Regions from separate parts of the Gossypium hirsutum genome. Here region 2 is linked to region 1. A link is a contact called in public Hi-C data. All regions are on one chromosome and are shown on one strand. Each heading gives the region's core, a stretch centred on a gene start, on an enhancer-like site or on the middle of the called end of the contact. The rest is flanking DNA. Distances are from core to core; before and after follow the strand shown.

Region 1 (4,311 bases), core at 1,004-3,503:
TCTAATCACAACTACAACTATAACCAATTGGGTTAATTATTTTTTCTAATTCAAGCCAATGTCGGGTTGAATTTTTTATACTGATTTATTGCAAATTAAATCATATCATGTCCGAATAATTTGTATATGAGATTCTTTCGGGTTCATGAAAAACAGTATTTCTTAACCCTTCACTAACATGAAAAACTTAAGGTTCCAAATCCACTATAAGATCTTTCCAAAACTATGTTTAAGCTCCAAGTTGGTGGAATCATAGAATACACCTCAGATTTTGCAGCAACAAATGAAATGAGCTGAAAGATAATATTAGCAGTGTTCATTGCCCATGGTAGATTAATTTCAGCTACGGTCCCATTGCATAAGATTCAGGTCATTTGGTTGCAAGTAAATATATGCAGGAAGGATGAATGAAGATATATTTCATAACATTTCATCACAAATCAATGCAAGAATATCAACAAACAAAAATATCAATATCATTTCTTAAGCCTAATCTGATAATCGGGTTGTCTGTGGAATGCACAAGGTAAAAACGAAATGAACACCAAAATTTGCCCTATTACAGTACAATTCAATATACAAATCCATCCATATTCAGGCAAGTAACGGTATCAACAACGACAGTATCATCTGTTAAGTCTAATCCGACTATTGTTTTCAAAGGATCGTCGGTCCTATGCTGATGAATAAAGACATACATGCATAATTTTCCCTTAATTACACTACAATTCAATAGTCCCATCCATCCATATTAAAGCAAGCAACACTATCAACAAACAACAGTTATCATTTCTTAAGCCTAACCAACAGCACCAAACACATAATTTCCACTTAATTACACTACAACTCGATATATAAATCCATCTATATAAGCCAAGGCACCTTATCAACAAACAACAGTTATCAATTCTTAAGCCTAATCCGAAAATTGTTTCTCCGGAACGGAATGCTGTCCTATGCAGAAGAGTATACATGAAATGCATAATTAGCCCTTAACTAGAGTAGGATTCAATATACAAATCCCGTCCATATTAAGGCAAGGATCACTAAAGGTCTAAAGCTGAAGCTTCCTTAAAACACCATGACACACATTCATGAAAGATGCACCATTTACTTTGCCAGGAAAAAGAGAATAGGCCTCATTCGAAGCTTACCGTGAGGCTGAAACCCAGATGAACAGTTTCACAAAATTCAGCCACAAGATGTTATCTAGCTTATGGTTTGATGAATAATCTAGCCACAAGGTCCAACATAAAGTTCAAATTTAACACTAAAATGCTATGTTACTTAGAGCACATACCCATGTGGGAATGTGTCTCAACCACGGTATTTCAAGAACAATGAAGAGTCGAATCCCATCACATGTGCTATGATCAGTTCAATAATACATCATAAGCACACAATTCATCCACCAAAAGCTGTAAATAAGCTGAAAAATGCCATTGATATCATCATCAAAACAAGCATTGTATGTAAAGAAAAAAAAAACTTACATTCAAACAAAATACTTAACCATCTGAATCTCCTTCTTCTTAAACCCGCATTTCTCATAAAACACTTTGTTTCCATCACTGCAATCCAAAATAACCTTATAACACCCCATGGAACGAGCGTGATCCGCCAGAAACCCCACGATTTTCTTCCCCAATTGCATCCCTCTGGAACCGGCATCGACCACCACGTCCTCGATGTGGCCCACTTTACCACACTTCCTTATGAACTTCTTCTCAATAAACACACTCCCTGAAGCTATAATCTTACCTGAAATTTCATCTTCGATCACACAAATAACATGATCATCGCCATACATGCTGATTTCCTTAAACCTATCTTCGAATTCTTTATCAGAAACTGAATCACAAACAGTTAATTGTCGTAATAGCTCTAAAAACCCTTTGCTTTTATCTGAAAGTTCCAGCTTTCGAACCCTCAAATTATTTCCTTCTATTGATGAATTAGAGTTCTCCATTTCCTTTTTTTCTGATTCTGTACATGGCAAAAAGAAAAAGGGTATCTTTTAATTGAACAAAACATTCAATATGAACAGAAAAAAAGGAAAAAAAGGAACATAGAGTTATAACAATTCTGACCTGTTGTAGTGTTCGATCAATTTCTGGCCTAGGGATAGTTAATTTAAGGAGGATGCTTTTATAGGAGTATTGTGATTTTTTATAATTTCATTTTAATCCCCTAAGTTTTCATTAATTGTAATTGGACCCTTTTTTAAGCTTGTAAGAAAGAAAACACGACACGTGAGTTTGGTTGGTGTTTTAGATTGTGCTTGTCACAATCCCCAGTTTTTCCTCATCTGCCAAACACCTAGAAATTTACATTGAAAAAAGGAAGAAAAAAAATCGAAGCTTTGAGCCATGAAAAGCATTATATGAATGCTTTAAATCCAATTCCCATGTCGAGATCATTGATTCAACGCATTTCTCCATTTTTCATAGCTCGAATCAAGCAAAACCATAAGCTTCTAAGCTCTTCTTTTTCTTCATCTTCTTCAGCTCTTCATGAGGCTTCTTCTGAATCTCCATCTCCTTCCCTCGATGCAGTTCACATGACTGATAACTGCATAAAGGTAAAATTTAGATTTCTTTTCCCCTTTTGCTGTATGGGATTGATGTTTTCTTCTGAATCGTTCTTCTGTGATTTCGTTTGTATTATTTTACCACTCTCTGTTGTATATGGAATTTGCTTTATTTTGTCTAGTATATTGCTTTGTTGGGTTTCTCATATCAAGTTTGTTTTTTTGGGTGTGTTTTGTAATTTAACTGGGGACTACAGGTCCGTTTGGATGCTGTGAAAGAGCAGGAAAAGATTGAACCTTTTCAATTCTCTTAATTTCTTTTTGTGTAATATGTAGCTTATGAGAGAATAAGGATTACAATCAAATGGAAACATTCATTCAATTTCTTTCTTATTCATATTTCACTTTCTGGCATCTCTCACAGCCCCAATTTTTTCCCCTTTCATGTAAAGTTATGTAATTTTTGTTCTATCAGTATTTTCTTACCCTTTTTTGCAAGGTTCTAACTTTTAACTTGTTTATTCAAAAAAATAAACTTTCAACTTGTTAAAATTGCTTAATTTAGGAGACATTATAGACCCAATAGGCCAATACCTTGTTTTCCACTACATTGAAATTTGTATGAAAACCCTTGCAGGTTTTTTTCTTCAGTGGTTGGTGGCAAATATCCTTGCCAACTTCTTAGAAAATCCACAGTTGTTTTTTTTCTCTCACTGACATTAAGCATGGCTTGCAGAGAATAAAAGAATTGCAAGCAAGTGAGCAATCATCTGATCAGATGCTTCGATTGAGTGTAGAAACCGGAGGATGTTCGGGGTTTCAATACGTGTTTGATTTGGATGACAAAACAAACCCAGATGACAGGTTTCTTTGTTTCCTTTTGTTTTTCGTTTTGGTTTTACGAAAAGTATGCTTAATTTCTCTCTCTCTTCCTACCGCTTTAACCATTTTTATTTTCCCGTTGTATCATATTCTATTTGCAGAGTTTTTGTGAGGGAAGGGGTAAAGTTGGTAGTTGATGATATTTCCTATGATTTTGTAAAAGGAGCAACCATCGATTATGTCGAGGAGTTAATTCGTTCTGCATTCGTGGTAAGCCGTGTTGTCTTGTTCTGTGCATAAATTTATCGATGATGTTGTCTTAAATCCTAGAAGACAAGTAGTTTCCCTCTAGCTTAGTGATTAACCATGATAATTTTCTAAATAGACTGTTGATATGCCGCTAGCATTAACCGCTGTGAACTCCAATATGATGCAAATATTCTTCATTTCTGGTTGCATTAGAAATGTTAAATGTTAAATTTCAATGCAGTAGATGTTGTTTAGGCACCACTAAATCTATTCTTTGTATTGTCCCGAATTCTATTTATGTTAGCTCTAGGACTAGCCATAAAACAGTGGACAAATTTTCCTCATGTTTGGCCAGATAAGATAACCTTTTTCTCGTTCTACACCGGAAATTGAGATGCCTAATTTCTCTATAGGATTTGAAAACATTTCATATGCCCTTCTAGGCATACTATTAGCTCATTGTAGTCAGTAATGCCTTGTATAACCATTAGATGATCTTCCGAGTTAAGTTCTATGTAGCCTCTCAGTACATTGTCAACCCATTTAATGGCCCTTTGTGGTCTAGCTACTACCTGGAAGTTTAAATGTATCCGTGATTCATTGAATAGACTTTTGATTATTCAAAAAGGTTGTTGTATGAGACATGAACGACATTGCAGGGAGTACCATTGGGAGAATATAGAGCCTATGTATTGCTCCGTAAATGTTTA
Region 2 (4,311 bases), core at 1,271-3,770, 260 kb after region 1:
AATAACGTGTAATAAAACTAAAAGATAGATTGTAGTAACAACAAAGATAAGAGAATAGTAAGAAAAAAAATATGAGAGAATATAAGACAAAAGATGGGATGGTAATATTTTCTTTTAACTTTAAGGCCATGAGTTTATACATACCCTCTATTTATAGGACTTCAACCACCATAGGTTACAAATGCATAAATAAGAAAGTTAAAACACCATAAATTTCATGAGTTTTAGGAATTGAAAGGCCATCCACATAATTATTTAGGGTTATCAGAGTGGATACTTATGAATTATTTACAATAAAAACTCTTTTTTCTATTTCATCTTGCACATCTTACTTCACATAGTATGGACGAAATCTACTTGTATGATTGGTTACTACTTAAATTTATACTGAAATAGAATTTGAACTTTGGTGTTCTAGTTTACTACTGAAATGAGACATTCCGACCAATACAAGTGGTAATAGTACAGAATTGACTCCTATGTTTTCAACAATATTAAGATTTCAGCATACAAGCGGTAATTTCAATACCTCCTCTTCCTTAGACAATTTTAGATTAATGGATATTTTTTTTTGACAATTTTTTTTATAATTTTAGTAAACTTTACCCTTTATAAAATCTTGTTTGTTTGTTTTTATTAAAACAAAAAAACTGTTTTATTAAAAAGAGAAGAAAACTGCTTTCTCTTATCTTTCAATGGACAAATATTAGTTTTAATAATTAAGATAAAGTTGAAATATTTATATTTTAAAAAATTACAATGATGAGTTATATTTTATTTCTTAACACTACATGATGAATGCATAAACATTAATACTTTCTTGTCACCAGCTTTTTTCTTAGTGTTTGGGTTTTTTTTTAATTAAGGGTAGGTTTGGTAAATTAAAATTTTAATTACTGAAAAATAAAATATTAAATTTTTATTGCTAATTTTAAAAGTGATGAATTTATGTTAAAAAATAGTTTGGTAAATTAATAAATATAAGTGCAGCATATAATTATGTTATTTGAAAAAAGTAAACATTTTATATTATTTTAAATAATTTTGGATAAAAGATACATATGATAATTTGAATATCTTATTTAAAAAAAGAATAATTTATTTTAATATTTTAATAAATAAAATCGACTTAATATGTTCTACATTAAATGATAAGTAATCAATATTTATTTTATTCAATATTTTTTAAAATTTTGAATTAAATAAATTTTATTATAATTATCAAACTCATTTTTAAAAAATTAAATATTGAGTTTTTTTAATGAAATGAAAATTAGTACTGAAATCAACAAACAATAATAATAATAATAATAAAAGCTTAAAATAATAGTTAAGGAAGTCTTTACATGCACGACTCTTCATCGATATCATTCTTATTAAAATAAATGAAGTTTTAGTGACAATTATTTACAATTTTTCTTTTTATAATGGGTTGTCTTTTATTATTTGTTCATGAAATGCATACTCATCGCTCTAGAAAAACACAATGTGACAAATACATAGGAGATTGTTTTTATGAGTAAATTTGTCCATTTTGGAAGATAACAAGAGGAACAGGATCCGTTTTTCCAATATTTAAGAAAATAAGTCAATTTTATAGAGAGATCCAAAAAACGTGTTCTACAAAACATATATTTTTTAATAACTTAACATAACAACTCCTTTAATTAGATGATTAAATGTTGGTAGTTTTGCCTTTGAGTCTCAGGTTTGATTTCTCTTCTACTCTACTCACATTTGTATTCTTATTTTCATGTTGATTTAATTTTTTTTTTAAAATTAATTAATAATTAATAAATATATTTTCAAATTTTTTAATTCATCTTTTTAATTAATAACTCTTTTATTTAATTTTTTAAAAAAAATTAAAATAACGTGAAATTAAGAATACAAATGTGAATAGGAGAGGAACCAAACTCGAGGCTTAAGGATAAAACAAATAACATTTAGCAATCTAACAAAAAAAACTGACATGTTAAGTCATTAAAGAAAACACATTTCGTAGAATACTTTTTCAGACACAAAAAGTGCTTCGTGCTGGATGCGTTTTTAATTTATCTCTTTAAAATCGACTTGTTTCCTAAATATAAAAAAAATCAATTTAAATCCGTAATTATTTTTTAAAAACGATATTATGGCTGTTTTTATAATCTCCTTTAAGACAAGACAAAGCATTTTTTTTATATATAGTATATATATAAATTTGCTTTCTTTTTTGATTTTACTCTCTCTTTCTTTAATTTTCTTTTATGCCCATAATCTCTGTACGTTACCCATTTTATTATAGTTTTCTTTTCATTTGAACATTAAAGTTGAATTTTAATATTTAAAGGTATAATTTAAAAAGTAGAGCATATTCAAATGGTACAAAATCAATTAATAATATTAAGAATTAAAAATAGAGGCTAAATTATAAAAATGTAAAGTGTACAAGGACTGAATTCAAAATTAAACCCCTTTATTTATTGGTTGTTGTTTGGGTAAAATGTAAAATCCTTTCTGTATTATTATTTTATAATAAGTTTCTTTTTATCACTATCTTCACCTCGATATTGTGAACCTTCAAGATTTGAATCAGAGAAGGGAACTCTCCTCATTCTTTCCTTTCTGAGTTTTTCTCCCTATTTATTCATTTATAGGCCAACTCCTTCGTCTTCTTCATCAAAATCTTATCTTTTGCTGCGTTGATTTTTTTCTGGTTTACAGTTGAATTCTCTTCAACTCTTTCACTGTGCTGAAGCTCAAAGCTTGTCGAGATTTTTCTAATTACATTGTCAAAAGTGAAAGGGAAATTCAAATATATCTTTTGAATGATGGCTCGGAAGCATTTGCACGAGTTACTTCAAGAGGATCAAGAGCCATTCCTTTTGAAGAATTACATTGCTGATAGGCGTTGTCAACTCAAGAAATCACCACCTAAAACTCATCTTCAACTCCATAAACCAAAACCCATCTCTCAAAACTCCAACTTTCCTTTAAATTTCTGCAAAAAAGCTTGCCTTTTCTCTTTCCATGACTCACCAGACTTGAACAAATCTCCTTTGTTTCAACCTATAACCCCCAACACCAAAAACACCAATGGCACTGCTTTTGGGTTATTTGGTTCCATTCTAAAGAGGCTAACTCATCGTACCAAAAACCCAAAGCCTGAAACAGCTACTAAAGGATCAAAAGTTTCAGTGAAGGACATTTTGAGGTGGGATTCAACTGTGAGGAAAAACAATGTAATGAGTGAAGACAAGTGTGGTTCAAGTTCTTACACTGATAGGCCTACCAGTGATGTTTGGTCCCAAAGCAATGAAGAAATGGACATGGATACTTCATGTAGCTCTAGTCCATCGGGGGATTTTGAAGAGGTTTTCATTTCCAATGAAGTTGTAGGAAATAACTCAGCTTTTGCTTCTTTTGATAAGCACTTTTCTCAAAGCCCTTTACGTTTTGTGCTTCAAACTAGCCCTTCTTTCTCGGCTACATCTCCCAGTCTCCATGAAAGAAAGGTCAGTGCCTTTAATTGAATGATTACTTATAATCAATTGGTTAATTAAAACTGCAACTCTGATCTGGTTAAAGCTTCTTCATTTTGTTTTTTTTTTTGGGGGGGGGGGGCGGGGGGAGTAAACTCGTGACTCAGGTGACTGAGTTCTTTGACTTGCTTGAACTGTCGGCAAATTGAATCACTCTGCTGCACATTTTTGGGGTCTAATTGTCGTTTTAGTCTTCTACTATGCTAAAATTAAAGTAGAAGGATTAAATCTCAAACTTTAGCATACTTGAGGGATTAAAACCATATTTAGACGGCTGAAATTTAATCTGAATTGCCATATATGCCTGCTGGTTTCTGGTTGATTTGACTGGTATTAAGTGTTATATATGCCATTTAGTCCTTTCATTTTGTTTAATTGTACCTTTGATTATGTTTCTACCTTGCAAATCTTATATGAACACAATTATGGAAGTTTCAGCTGATACCATGATTATAACTGTTATTTGAATATGAGCATTTCTTAATCAATGGCTGATTTATTGAATTGTAGCAGGAGAAGGAAAATTATGAATTAGAGAGCTTAAAAAGATTTCAAGTTGAAGAACAAGAAGAAGAACAATGCAGCCCTGTTTCTGTTTTGGACCGTCCATTCGAGGATGATGACAGACATGCGGATGACGACGATGGTGATAGTGGGATCGATTGTTTCGATCTTGAATCCACCTATGCATTTGTACAAAGTACGTTTTCTTTTAATTGCTTTCAATTAAATTTTGTACCATTCCCTTATGCTCTGTGAAGTCTTTATCAGTTAACTTTACTTATTA

Evidence for each region. Hi-C and Micro-C count contacts between places; a contact is called where the count stands out from the background.
Region 2: a Hi-C map of leaf shows a contact between it and region 1, with 2.3 times the contacts expected there. The contact joins the promoter of LOC107949465 here to the promoter of LOC107949458 in region 1. A contact is called at or near these places in 3 of 34 Hi-C or Micro-C datasets (callus and leaf).

Annotation. Positions count from the first base shown.
Region 1 is chrD01:32,765,824-32,770,134 of Gossypium_hirsutum_v2.1, forward strand. LOC107949458 (glucosamine 6-phosphate N-acetyltransferase) reads right to left here and starts at 2,254. Exons shown (of 2, transcript XM_016884110.2): 1 at 2,091-2,254; 2 at 1,420-1,986. The coding sequence starts at 1,969. The coding sequence ends at 1,496. It overlaps LOC107949457 (iron-sulfur assembly protein IscA-like 2, mitochondrial), which reads left to right and starts at 2,328. Exons shown (of 4, transcript XM_016884109.2): 1 at 2,328-2,581; 2 at 3,267-3,394; 3 at 3,514-3,622. The coding sequence starts at 2,384.
Region 2 is chrD01:33,025,529-33,029,839 of Gossypium_hirsutum_v2.1, forward strand. It overlaps LOC107949465, which reads left to right and starts at 2,521. Exons shown (of 3, transcript XM_016884118.2): 1 at 2,521-3,497; 2 at 4,038-4,224. The coding sequence starts at 2,811. It also overlaps the pseudogene LOC121213578.